3 separate regions of the Mus musculus genome follow, and regions 2 and 3 are each linked to region 1. Evidence: chromatin contacts called from public Hi-C data. All regions are on one chromosome and are shown on one strand. The core of a region is the stretch at or near the end of the contact, and the rest is flanking DNA. Distances in the headings are between cores, read along the strand shown.

Region 1 (4,529 bases), core at 1,728-4,227:
TCTGGACCTTAGCTTCTTCTGTTCATCAGTATGAGATACGTCAACTGCCAGACAGCCTCAAACCTCCTTTGAGTATCTTCCATGTACTTGACTCTGTGAAGGACAAGAAGGACTTGCAAAGCTTTAGTGGGGAAGTTGTGTTATTTTGCAAGCTCTCTATTGCAATGCTATAGCTTGTCTGGTGAATGTCCCTTAAGTCCACCCCTCATACAAACAGGAAGGAAAAGCCTGTGAGTCTTGTGCTAGTCAATGTTCTTCTGCAAAACTGTAAAAGGTTCGTATGTTGCAGGCATGAAGTAACAATATTATCTACAAAGGTCATGCTTGAAAAAAAAGTGCAAATTACCAAAAAAAAAAAAATTACAAAAAGTCTTGAGACTGAGGTGAAAAACTGCAGAAATGCTTTGCATCAATAGCATGAGGGTCTGTGTTCACTCTCTCAAAATTTACATTTAAAAACTGGGCATGCAAGGTGGGGGACACCTGAGGAGGACCCCACCCACTCAGAGGAGAAGGGGACAGGGGATGGGGATGGGTTGTGGAGGGTGTGATGGGGAGGGAGGGGCAGTGAGTGGGATGTAAAGTGAATAAGTAAAAAATGAAATGTAATGAAATAAAAATAAAAGAATATGTGGAACACACACACACACACACAAACTGGACACAGTGGTGTGTACCAGGGAGGCAGAGAAAGATGGATTCCTGTGCCTCAGTGCCCAGTCAGTATAACCTACTTGATGTCTATCAAACCAATGAGAAAGCCTGTTTCAACAAACAAGAGGGGGAAGGCATCTGAAGAATGACAGTTCGGGTTTTCCTCAGGCCTCCACATTCACACACACACACACACACACACACACACACACACACACACACCCCTTAATGCTTTAACTAAATTTCTAAATTTGTGCAGACCTACAGGTTAGACATGCTTATAGAATCCTGGTCCCCACTGGGCACTATTGGGAGGTGGCAGAAACTTTAAGAGATTGGGCCTAGTGCAATGCCTCAGAACATTAGATTACTGCCCTTGAAGGGGGCTGGGAAATCCTGGCTTCTCTCTCTTATGTGCTAGTCCTAGGGAGAGTTACTTAGCTCTACCACACACTTTCACCTTGATGTGGTACCTTACTGGAGGTCCAAAGCTATAGGCACAATTGTCCTGGACAAGAACATCAAATCTATGATCCAAGCCTTTTCTTTGTAAGGTAGTGGTGGTTTCAGGTGTTTGTTATGGCAACTGCATCCCAACTAATGGTGAATTTGAGAGTCTGTCTGCTGTGAGGCTGGGTGAGGTAATAAAATACTAACATTGCCTAGGTCTATGACACTCTCTACAAGCATGTTGGTATTGTAACCACACAAAATACAGAGCTTAGCACCACCTCTAACCAGTGTGGTGTTCTGTCAAACCCTTAACACTGATATCCACTGACAGCACTGTGGAACCTTCCTTAGCTTCGATCCTGGTCGCCCTGGTGCAGTCAGTTATGGGAAGTTTTCTTACATGAGTGGATCACCTGCAGCTGGTTCTCATAAGATCCACAGGGATGACCTTGGTTAATAATTTCTGAAAAACAAAATAAGTAGGAACCAGGATCCACATGCTCAGGCTCCCTTCGGGGCTGTGTGAAAACCTTCCATGACCACATGTGGAACACACTCTTCCCTTTAAACCATCCAGACAGGAAACGGAGCAACAGGGCCCAGGCCCTGACTCGCTGGGTGAAGCTTCTCCAATAAAAGGGGTGTACACTGTCATTTAAAGAATATCTTTCGTAAAACTGCTGAGTTACTTCCTCAAATTTTCTTCCTTTTTTTCTAAAGATTGCTGACTTTGGGGTGAAGAAATCACAACTGCTAACTCTTAGATCCCCGGAAGAGTGTTATGGGCTCTTTCTTAGTTCTTAGTTGGAAGGAAAAGCTCCGGATGTTTTGTCCACTACAGATAATTTTGGGAAACATTTAGTCTGTGGCTTCTTCCACGTTGCTAAGAGACTTACCACAAGATGGCGCCTGGCTTAGTTAATGAAAGGCTTTCCCTACTTTTAGGTCCTTGTACTTGGAGTGGAGACACTTGGCAGAGCTGATGATGTTGTTTCCATGGAGACAAAAGTCTGAATCACTGTATGAGTTTTTAATGATGGAGACTCTCCTCTTATATCCTTTAACTATGCTGTGCCTTCCAACTAAATTTTTCCTATTAACAGCAGCTAAAGTGACACCTGGCTTGTGACTGAAGACACTGGATCTTCTCCCCAGGTCCCAGTGGAGTAAGAGGGCCATGTGCTCTGTCCTCTCTCTGTTGTGTTTTGTAGTTGTTGATTTAAACCTCAGACCCTTGGTTTCCTTAATTCAAGTGTTTGTTATAGTAACTGCATCCCAACTAACGGTGAATTTGGGAGTTTTTCTGCTGTTCCTTAATTAAACATGGGGAGATTGGCAGTATAACTAGGAAACTCAGTGGAGCTGTAATAACTCATTTGTGTAAGGAAGGCTGACTCTGAACTCTAAGGTAAGTGATGTTAGCTACATAAACCCCAACAAGCCTGTTAGCATATCACTGGATGTTCCTGGATTAGCAGATGAATCAGAAATTAAGCCAGTCTAGCAGTCACAGATTTTTCAATTCTGGGACAGAACCACTTTTTCCTTTTCTCTTTCTTTTTGTTGGGGTGGAGGGAGGTTTCGAGACAGGATTTCTCTGTGTAGCCCTGGCTGTCCTGGAATCTTCTTTGTAGAGCAAGCTGGTCTTGAACTCACAGATGTCAACTACTTCTGCCTCCTCAGTGCTGCACTCAAAGGCCTGAACCACCACATTTTTTGATATTTGTTGTGAGAGTGGAATGAGAGGCATGTGTCCTTAAAGTGAAATAAACCTCTCTCTAGTACATCCCTGTTGCTATGTGGCAAGGCTCTACTGTCTTTCTGGATCCAGAACCAGCATCATTGGGTATGAAACTATCTCTGGGGAAGTGAATCTGCCCAGCTCTTATCAGCCTCTGGTTAGGACTTCCTGAATATGACACAATGTCCTGGGGGAAGGGAGGCCTGCAGCTCTTATCTTTATCTCTCATCTGACACCAGGGCATTCTTGTGGCCAAGGCCAATGATGATGTTGTTTCCAGGCAGGAGCCCTGGAAACAGAAGGTGGGTATAAGAGTGTATGTTGTGGGTGTAAATCCTTAGAATTGTTGTTCTTCTAAGGGGTCATGTTCAGAATTCATTAAGAGGTAGACCAGTTAGCTCTATGGTTGCTGAGGGTCCTACTCAATAAGAAACATCAAAATAACACAGGGGTTGTAACAAGATAGAATGTTGTACTTTTCAGACCTTGTTTATTTGTTTATTTTGAATTCATGAACTCACTATGTAATCAAGGATGATTTTGAACCCCTAATCCTTCCACCTCGACCTCCCAAGTTCTGGGTTTACAGGTGTGTGCCACTGCATCTGGCCTGGCCTTTCTAAGCAGACTGCTACAGGAGGTAAGCAGAAACACTTTTGATAAGTAGCTACAAATGTTAGTAAGATGCTCTATCCACCGCCACTCCCCTCTACTCCGAAGATCACACTAGCATTACAATTCCCAAGCTTTCCAGCTGCAGAACTTGTTGGTTAAGTAGGGCAGACAGTGTGGGACCAGAACTAAACCACCAGGGATAAGAGAGAAGAGGTTGGGTTTGATGCTTTCTACATAGCCATCTGGCCCTGATCCAGGCTGTCATATGCAACCATCAAACAAATATGTAAGGAATGTGGACTTATGGAGTGAGTCAGTGGGAACACCCTGGGTACTCACCCTGATAAGAGGAGGGTGAGTCTCTGGGACCAGAAGGGGTCCATCAACAAGGAAATCACCCCTGGCCGAGGACCTCAGATTTTCATCTTGTCATGCTTCCACGGGTACCCCAGAACAATATTGGTTACATTTATCTTGAATTGGCAAGAATGGCTTGATTTTAAATATTCTTCCTGTTTGGTTCTGAAAAAAATATAATTTTACTTATCAGTCTGGTCTCATGTCCCAATTTTTGCCTCTGACAAATAGCACATGCTTCAGATCTTTGAGTTCAGCCATTTTCCTTTCTTATTGGTAGGAAATCCCTAGGGGATGGCTAGAGATGGATCATTTGACAAAGCACCAGGCTGGGCTCTGAAAATTGCTGGTGTCAATCACAGTGTGTGTCACTGCTACATGTAAGTGGATTCAACACTGTGGAGTAAGATGAGATGGACCAAAGGCCCTGCTAAATGGAGCTAAATATCTTCAGAGAGCTGTGAGTTTTTCCAGAAGAGCCTTTCTTGAAATATAAATGAGCCTAGTGAAACAAAAGTTCAGGCTTCTGGTTCTACAATTTTCTGCTTGCACAGCCTAATGGCTTCCCCTTCTGGTTCATATTTGACTGACACTGTTCCTTTGACCATATTTCATTCCCTTTCTTCAATTCTTTTTTTGTTTTGCCAAAGTAGTTTCTTGACTAACTCTTCATGGTGGGCACGTGGGTAGAAAAACTCAGTTCTTTTTT
Region 2 (4,613 bases), core at 464-2,963, 170 kb after region 1:
TAAGACCAGCATTGATGCATTTCCCCCCTTAGTACATGTTTAATCATATTGCACTGTTGTCCACCCAGTGAATTGTGTGTGTACGTGTGCTCACACATGCATGTGTATATACATGTGAATGTATACATGTATGTGTATATGTATTATGTGCTCATACGTACACCTACATGAATACATACATGTAAGTACATATGTATATATGAATATATGTACATAAGGGTGTATATATCTTTATATGTACATATGTGGTTTTGTGTGCGTAGACACACATAGACACACACAGACACACACATGTATACACACACACACACACACACACACACACACACACACACACACCCGTGCCTTCTCTATTTACTGCTGGGAGTTCAGAAAGAGCACTTGCTTTTCTTTCTGCCTCCTGCAGCCAGGGGCTGTATATAATGTATTTAAATATATTCAATGAGATGCATGAAACAAACAAAAAAAAGCCCCTCCTGGAAGCTGGATTTACACCTGAGTACAGGTTCCCTGTTGGCATGTGTCACAGCTGTCTGGCAGCCTGGCTACTTTTATCAAGGGAGGAGAAAGCAGGTAAGGAGAGGAGGGAAGGGGGCACACAAGTGAGCAAGGATGTGGAAGCAGAGTGGGCTGGTGGGAGAATGGGTGGGAACATCAGCAAGCAGAGATCCGAGCCCTTCGCTCGCAGGCTCCACCGTGTGAATAAATACATGTCATGCAGAGCTAACCGAGTGTGCTGCTTCCTCAGCCGCCTCTGCTTCCCTTCTTCCTGTTACTGCCGGGCCGGCCATGCAGAATTAGGATGTGGGCTTCAGTAGTACAGAGCAGAAGGTGGACGATCACGTTTGAATATTGCTTTGACTCCGCAGGCAGAGTGCTTGCTAGAAAGCGTGAGGACCTGACTTTGGATCCCCAGCACCCAGCTAAACCACTGAATGTGACAGTCTATGTCTTTACCTCGGGCAGTGAGAGCCAGGGACAGTTGGATCCCAGGGCCTGCTAGCCAGCAGGTCTAGCGGAATTCTGGGGCTTCAGGTTCAGTGAGAAATACTCCTTAAAAAAATAATGTGAAGAGTGATTGAAGGAGACTCCTAACACACACACACACACACACACACACACACACACACACACACACAGAGGTTGGGGGAGGGGTTAAAGAACATTTTTTTCTTGCTCTCCTGCTGTATGGCAATGTTACAGTGATAATCTGAATTCTTAGGGCAGAGACTATAGTATAATGGGCTCTAGGATCATGGGCTTTATTCAAGGAGAGTTAACATTGCTTCTGAGGACATTCGGCTGGTAGGACATGGATGTATGTTAGAGATCTTACAGCTTCAATAGCCCCACAAGGCTTGTGCTTTCCTGTACTTGCTGAGGCATGTGTGTGTGTGTGTGTGTGTGTGTGTGTGTGTGTGTATGTGTCTAACAGTAACAGATGTGCTAGTTGCTTGTAGTGAGTGGCCTGCTCTAGGGGTGTGTGCACATACAAAGCTTCAAAATATCTGTCTGTCTGTCAGCATTAATCCTGCTTTGCAATTTTTAAGATCATGAATCTATAGTGTATAACACTAAGGCTTAGCAACTTCTCAGTGTTACCTGTACCATCATCCCTGTTACTTCTGTCTCTGACACTTCACTTCTTAGAGGAGACTTTTCCTACAGTCTATAGAGCAAGATCTCTATGTTCATTGCAAGCAATGCCCATCCCTTCCTGCTTGCTCAGCAGGGTTGTACAGCAGAGAATGACTAAGAGGAGAAGCAGATGGGCCAGTTGTAGTGTCTGGTTTATGAGAATTTAATTATGCCTCTCATGACAAAGCTAGATCTTGGCTGTGTGGCGTTATCGCCGCTTGCTCTTTATCAAGGCCAAGATGACATCTTCTATTATGCACAGAAGCAAAGAAACACAATGCAGGGCAAAGCAGGGCCAAGCAGGGCCAATCCCAAACAGAAAGTGACCTCAATCCTCCCCGCCCAGCTCTCTGTGTATGGCGTGTATTTGGAAACTTACTGTTCCCTCCCATAGGAAGGGCACTTCTGAACATATTATTTTGGCTAAGAGTCATAGATAAGAAGATATTAGAGTCAGTGAGTATTACCAGCTTTGCTGTATGCTGGGTGAGTAGAGATGGCAGCCACCTTAAGTTCCCAAGTCTTTGTTCATGTTTTACTTGTATGTCAGATGGATTATGACCATGCTGGTTGCTTCTGAGAGTGCCGTGGGTGGTGAGAAGGGATAATATAGGACTCAGATTCTCTGCAGACTTCACTCTGGAGGTGGAAGGAGCCAGGCCCTTTCTTGTATTCCTATCCAAAACTCAGAGAGGAGCTGGGATGGGGGAATCCACTCGACGTTGGGTTTCCTCTGTATTTGTAGCTCTTAGTACAGTACTCATTGGTCTCTAAATATCTATGAAACTGGAACATTTTCAAGTTACCTGAGCCAATCTGTACAGGAAATGATTTATTGGTCTGATTGTTGGAATACTGGGTACCCAGTTATAGACTGCAAGGGTAGGCCAGGGTGGATTTCTAATGGTTGTGAAAGCCTGGTCACTATTGCCTGAGCATGCCACGCTGGCCTCCAGTTTGGACATCCTTTAGAGCCCCATTTCGTCATGTTTCTGTGTTTGGGTGAGTTGTGTACAAGATGTGCTCCTCAACCTAATGAATTGGTAGAGGAACAAAGAGGCCAAAATAGCCTTTGATGGCGTGGCCCATATGTACGTAGGTTTCCTTTGTAAGGTCAGATGGTATTGTGTCCTCCATGGATCGCTGTGCTGAGAATCTGTATTTAGGAAAGGGCTAGCCTGAGGGATAGAGAGGTGGCCCAGCAATGAGCAAGTGATATTGTTTGTTTAGTGTGTGTATGTGTGTGGGGGGTATGCGAGCGCGCGCACAATTGCATGGCAGAGTACATTTGTAGGATAAAGAACAAGTTGGGTGAATTAGTTCATTTCTCTCCTTCCAACATATGGGCTGTGGGGATTGAACTTGGGCAATTAGGCACCATTACCCGCTTAGCCATCTAGCTGGCCCACCCCGTGTGTTTTCGGCAGTCCTGGGAATTGAACCTAGGGCCTCACGCCTGCTAGGCAAGTGCTGCACTGTCTACTCAGCTCTCTCGTTACCTTTTTGAGGCAGGGTCTTGCCATTTGCCCAGACTGGTCTATGAACTCATTCTGAAGTTCAGACATGCCTTGAACTTATAATCCTCCTGCCTCAGCAGGTAGGAATCAAAGTTTGTGCCTCCATGTTCAGCTCTTTGCCTCTTCTTTTGTTTCCATTAATGAGGCAGAGGAAAGCCGAATCTAAGATTGGTCTCAGTACCTCGTTCACAGTAAACCTAGGAAATCCTATTGTCCCCTTTCTAGGAATGGCAGAGAACAAGTAGATGGCATAGCCAGTTGATCCATGGCCAGCCACTACATACACATTTTAACACTTCAGTCAAGTGATACTCTGGAGAAAGGAAGTCTTTTCTGATTTATACAGAGGCCCAGAGCTCGTGGCTTTCTTGCCAGTTTCTATTTATAGGAAATTGTCCATCGTTATTCCTCACATGTGGCTTACCCTCCTCTGGAATCTTATTTTGATTCCCAACTCTTCATCTCTTAGGGATTGCCTGCTGCACCTTCTCTTTAAACCCACCTGTCTCTGGCTGTCTCTGGCAGTAGCTCATTTTGATCCCTCCTTCTTCCTGTGCAGGTAGATGTGCCTCCTAACCATATCCAACAATTATGACTTTGTCATCTGCCTTGGTCATTTCTTCCACTCAGCAAACCACTTAGACCAAATGGTTTTCATCATGGCTTTCTTTCAGGGAGCCTGAGAAAGGTGCTAGCTGGTCCTGAACTACACGTTTCTCTCACCAAACCTAGGATTTAATGGAGACATCATTGAGCAAGCATCTCACGGTAGATGCAGTTGTTCTATCCTGATCTAAATCTTCAGATAGTTGCCTGTTCTTATGAGGATATATTTCTTTGGTACCTCAGGTTATCCTTCCACAAGTTAACATCATTATTGACATCAGCCAAAGGTGAAGACAACCCAGGTTACCATGAATAGCTGAAAGTATAAATGGAGTTTGTGTGTGCATCCACTAGGATTATTCTACCTTAAGAAAGCAACTCTGACATCTGTTACAACATGTGTGAACCTTCAAAACTGTATGTTAAATGAAATAGGTCAGGCACAATAAGACAGATAGTACATGATTCTACTTGCGTGAGGTGCTTAGAATAGAAAAATTCTATGAAAGAGGCACAATAGTTTCCAGGGGCTGGGGATGGGGGAAATGGAGAAGTATTATTTAACTGGGAAGATCACAAAGTTTTGGAGATGGGTGGTAGGGATGGTTATATAACAACAGGTACTTTAGACCACTGAACTGTAGACTCACAAATGATTAAAACAGTTGATTTTGTATTTACATCCATTTATACACATATAGAAGAACTTTGCACAAATACATTTTGTATAATCCCAACCAAAACTCCAAATGCTCTCCCCAAACCCTTAACTTAAATTCCTCATCCTGAGTCAATTGAGGAGCTAACACAACAGTGATCAGCTAGGCCCTGTCTTTTGAACGCCACCACCTG
Region 3 (4,418 bases), core at 229-2,728, 190 kb after region 1:
TCTCTTCTCTGGAAAGCTCTCCTGCATAGGCTCGTGCCTCTCCCCCTGCTCCATGCAATCGTCAGCAGCGGTTTGCTCTGTCCATGCATTCATCCTTGCAAACTGCCCGTGTGTTTGAGTCTTTATGTATCCATGTATATATGAAATGTGCTTTTACGTGTATGTGATTGCACATGTTTGTATGTGTGTTTCATGTGCCTGTGCATACATATGTGTGGAGGCCAGAATACAGTCTTACCTGTCGTTACTCGGGTGCCATGTCCCTTGTTTGGGGGCAGTCGCTCACTGGTCTGGAGCTCACTGCTTAGGCTAGGTTGGCTGGCCCCCACCCACCTAGCTTCCTACCTCCACCTTCTCAGAGCTGGGATTTCAAGTGTATGTCACCATACCTAGCAATTTTTATATGGCTTCTGGAGGCTTTACTTATGGTGCTATGCTTGCCTGGTAAGTGCTTTACCCACTGATCCAACCTACCAGCTACACAGGAACTTGTTTCCTCTGTCTCCCTCCGCCTGGCACGGGAGTCTCCAGGACCAGAGCACGCCCTTCATCTCTCTCCATATACTTTTGTTCAGTGTGTGTTCAGTGACTAAATGGCCTGAATGCCCCCCCCCCCACCTCTGCAGTGACCTGCCCACTGTGTCTGAGGTTCTTTGCCTCAGAGAGTGGTCCCTCCGTACCTTGAGGGACAGTTCAAAACACCTTGTCTTATGTGATCTGTGGCAGCTTGTTATTCTCATTTCCTTGAAAGAGCAGCTGCTCTTCATAGGGCTAACTCATGTTTAAACCATGGCCAGTTTCCAGTTTCATTAAGGACTTCCTGCTGTGTCCTGCTAATGTCTTTGTGTGGCACATTGGCCTGTTCCCAGGAAGCATGCTCTGATTTCTGTGGGGATGTCAATAGTTGTGTCTCTTAACGGGAAGTGGCTTGCTGATGGAATCTCAAGCGCTTTAATCATGGGCCAATTTGGGAAGAGACCTTTAGACAGCCAAGTGCTTCGGAGGCCCTCAAGTCACTCGGCCTGTGCAATCTTTGCTCTGGGAACTGTCTTGTTTTGACCTGTCTGTCCTGAATTTCGGGGCAGCCCATCCCCAAGGGTCAGAGAAGCTTCGAAGGAGGATCTGTGGTGTACCCTGCAGCTGGAACCCGTCTCTGCCCTCCTAGGCCAGGTTGAGTGGCATGTGCCTGGGCTGGGGCTTCTGTGATGCTCTGAGCCTGGTCCTAGTTCCAGCCCTTCGGGACTTGGAGGTGAAGTCAAGAACATGTTTGTGCCTACATTCTTTCTGAGGGCTTATAACCCCCACAGCCAAGGAACTGGAAAAAAAAATACTGCCATGCTCTGGCCTTTAGTTTGGGGGCAGGGTGTAGAAACACACTATCATCTTTTTGTTCTGTGGGCAGTCACAGGGCAGACATACTGTTGGCTTTGGCCAGGAACATGTGTATCATCAACTCTTTATAATAATTGCTTAGCAGCTGTGTGTGTAAGTGGCTGAACAGCAAACACAACGTCTCCCCATAGCAGAGCCTGTAGAGGTATCAATTTTTCTAAGGGTTGGGGTAAAGTTAATGTGCTTATGTTGTAGGAGACTACAGGGCCTGCCAATTGTGCAGGAAGATTAGGTTGGCTCCATCCATCAGGAAATGAATAATGAGATGTGTGGGCCATTTAGAAAGAGACAGGACCAGTGGGCGGGCACAAGGGCCAGTTTAGCTCCTGCTGAGTGTTTGTGCTTTGGGAAGAGTGTACATTATAACACATTGAAAATGCCAAGGCCAAGCCTAGAACACTGAAAAAAAGTGTTCTAGGGGGAAAGTTCAGCAGAAAAATAGCGGCCTTCTCTCCCAGCAGAGGGTGCAGGCTCAGGAAAGCAGGAGGGAATTGAGTCTCTGCTTTCAGCCTTGGCGAGTGGTAAACACTGTCAGGAACCTGGAGAAGGTCAGCTCGCTCTATTGGAAGGTCCTCTGGTTATGGCGTAGTTAATGGATTTCTCTGGCATAAGTTACTACTTATAAGGTATGGGTGGGGGACTCTGGACACTTGGAGGGTGGGGAGCACGGCGAGAAACCCTTGTTAATTCACTATTATCGTTCTTTCTGAATTTGAGGTTTGACCACAGCTAGACTGGTGCGGAAGTGTCTCAAAATGACAGAGAATGACTTTATCATCCAGTCACGATTAGGCCGTCAGTTTTATTAGCCTGACAGCAAAAATGTGATCTTCTTGAGCTCTGGTTTTGTCAGCTGTAGAATGGACATACTAATGTTACTATGAAGAGTTGTTGGTAGAATAAAAATGTGGCTGGTAATTGTTCTTTACAGTAAGCTTTAATAAACAGCAGTGGAGGTGTGGTGATCCTGTGGTTAAGATGAGGATGGTGATGGTGACAAGGCTATAAGAGCTTCATTTTTTTTGGATACAGTATCGTGGTCAGGGAAGGAATCATTGTCTATATTCTAGTCTGTACTTAGAAGGATTGACACCATAGCTTGGAGGCCACGCACTTTCCTAACACGGAGGCGGCTCTGGCTCAGTCTCCAGTTACACACATGCACACACAGATTCCACTTCTGTACTTCTAAGGATGCATAGACTAGTACACGTCACGGCCACCTTCTGCTCACAGCTTTATTTAGGAAATTACCCAAGATGCAGCTCAGTGATTGAAGTGTGCCTCAGGTATTTCCTTTGTGGAGCAAAGACAAACAAGAGGAGAAGCATCTTTAAAGGTAAAGATAAAGTGTTTTTTTTTAATGCCCTTAAGTATCAAAATAAGGAAATTGTTGGCCATACACGGACCTCCTGAATGCCCAAATCATTTGTTCATGTTCAAAGGGATATTTAAAGGACACAGAACACAATCCATTTGGTTGGAGTGAAGATATTGCATATTGATCAGCTCTGGTTATCTTCCCCACTTGCTTAGGCCACCCCTTGTAGTGACAGCCAGCATCAGGTGCACAGCCTTGCATCAGATGTTCAGAGCACACACAGTGTGGGACCCTTGCTCCCCCCTCCCCCCCAGGGCATCATCCTGTCCACACCACACACCTGAGTATGAGTATTATTGCTTCCTGGTTAGTAGCTTTGAGACTTGTATAACTTCTTAAGCCTAGTTTCTGCATGGTGATGATGATAACAACAACAACAATGATATTTTTGTGTTTATTTCCTACTGTTGCTGTCACAAATTAGCAACGCTTATAGACCTTGGGGTATCACAAATTATCTTAGTTTTGGTCAGAAGTCCCAAACTGAATCTTGCCAGGCAAAGCTCAAGATATTAGAAAATATTAGATATTAAAGATATTAGAAGGGCTTGTGCTCTTCCCTGATGGGACAAGCCCACCCCCCCCAACCCCGCTTCTCTAACTGCTAGGTAAGGGCTCAATGTTTCTCTTGGCTAGTGTCTCTTCCAGCATGGATGTCATCCTGCCCTCTTTGTCACTTCATTCAAGAAGTTGCCCTTTTGTGTCCTCCTATTATTGTGATTATTGAAAATCCAGGACATTTACCATAGTAGGATAGACAACTTAGTCACACCTGCAAAGTCTCATTGGCTGTGTCTGGTGGCATACCTACAAACTAGAACCTGGGTATCTTTGGCAGATGGTGATTCTGTCTGTCATAAGATTATACAGAGTTGTGACTCCCGATGGCCTGAGATGCACAGGCACACACAGTGTGTGCTGAGCACTGTGCGTTTCACTGCAAACCACAACTCCTTGCTGATGTTCCTGCCATCCCTTGCGTGTCTGGCAGCTGCCCCTACCCCTAGCCTTGGGACACAGCCTCAGCCTGACTTTCTTGTCTTCCTTCCCTTTCCTGGTGCTGTTCCTCTGTTTGTATACATTAAAACATATTCATCCTTCAAGCCTCATTCCAAAGTTCCCTTTCTCCATGAACAAGTTCCCCAGTGTTACCTTATTTAAAAGTAACCTCTGTGAAGACAAGTATTTGTTCCAAAAGCTACTGAATTTCTGTGTCAGTGAAGATATGTGGCCAGTCTCTGAACCAGGATTGAATAACCAGTTTATAGGAGTCCTGTCTACAGGTTGTCTGTACAGCACAAAGGATAAACTTGGCTGTGGAATAGGATTGTCATTGGCATTTTGTCATTGTGATATAGCTTTAATTAGCTAATCCTGTACAAGGCTTTAATTAGCTAGTCATTTTGTATAGATTATTATTGATTTTTCTCTCTCCCTTTCCAAACATTTCTCCATTTCATTAACTTTTAATAGAGGAAGTATGGGTACATAATAAAAATGAATCAAAGTGAGTCTCCCAGTGAGCTTCTCTTGCACAACACGCCCCAGAGGAGGTAAAATCTCTCTGCTTCCTGTCCATCCTTCCCAAGACTCTGTGTGTGTGTGTGTGTGTGTGTGTGTGTGTATGTATGTATGTGTTTATATG

Evidence for each region. A called contact is a pair of places that touch in the nucleus more often than the background predicts.
Region 2: a contact with region 1 is called in a Hi-C map of the N1E-115 cell line, with 2.8 times the contacts expected there. The contact joins two enhancer-like sites. A contact is called at or near these places in 3 of 484 Hi-C or Micro-C datasets (the N1E-115 cell line, cortical neurons and forebrain) and 1 of 115 datasets of contacts at active chromatin or transcription factors (embryonic stem cells).
Region 3: a contact with region 1 is called in a Hi-C map of the N1E-115 cell line, with 3 times the contacts expected there. The contact joins two enhancer-like sites. A contact is called at or near these places in 2 of 484 Hi-C or Micro-C datasets (the N1E-115 cell line and nephron progenitors) and 1 of 115 datasets of contacts at active chromatin or transcription factors (embryonic stem cells).

Annotation. Positions count from the first base shown.
Region 1 is chr2:5,768,324-5,772,852 of GRCm38.p6, reverse strand. No RefSeq gene overlaps it. Among named protein-coding and RNA genes, the nearest start is that of Gm29857, 43 kb to the right of the region's middle. Within about 2 kb of position 2,977, at least 53 of the 459 cell types and tissues checked have an H3K27ac peak or open chromatin away from gene starts, as enhancers often do. A contact at or near this core is called in the N1E-115 cell line, where this site is marked.
Region 2 is chr2:5,593,176-5,597,788 of GRCm38.p6, reverse strand. All of the region lies in intron 1 of Camk1d (calcium/calmodulin-dependent protein kinase ID), which reads left to right. Among named protein-coding and RNA genes, the nearest start is that of Gm36853, 110 kb to the right of the region's middle. Within about 2 kb of position 1,713, at least 37 of the 459 cell types and tissues checked have an H3K27ac peak or open chromatin away from gene starts, as enhancers often do. A contact at or near this core is called in the N1E-115 cell line, where this site is marked.
Region 3 is chr2:5,574,326-5,578,743 of GRCm38.p6, reverse strand. All of the region lies in intron 1 of Camk1d (calcium/calmodulin-dependent protein kinase ID), which reads left to right. Among named protein-coding and RNA genes, the nearest start is that of Gm36853, 94 kb to the right of the region's middle. Within about 2 kb of position 1,478, at least 26 of the 459 cell types and tissues checked have an H3K27ac peak or open chromatin away from gene starts, as enhancers often do. A contact at or near this core is called in the N1E-115 cell line, where this site is marked.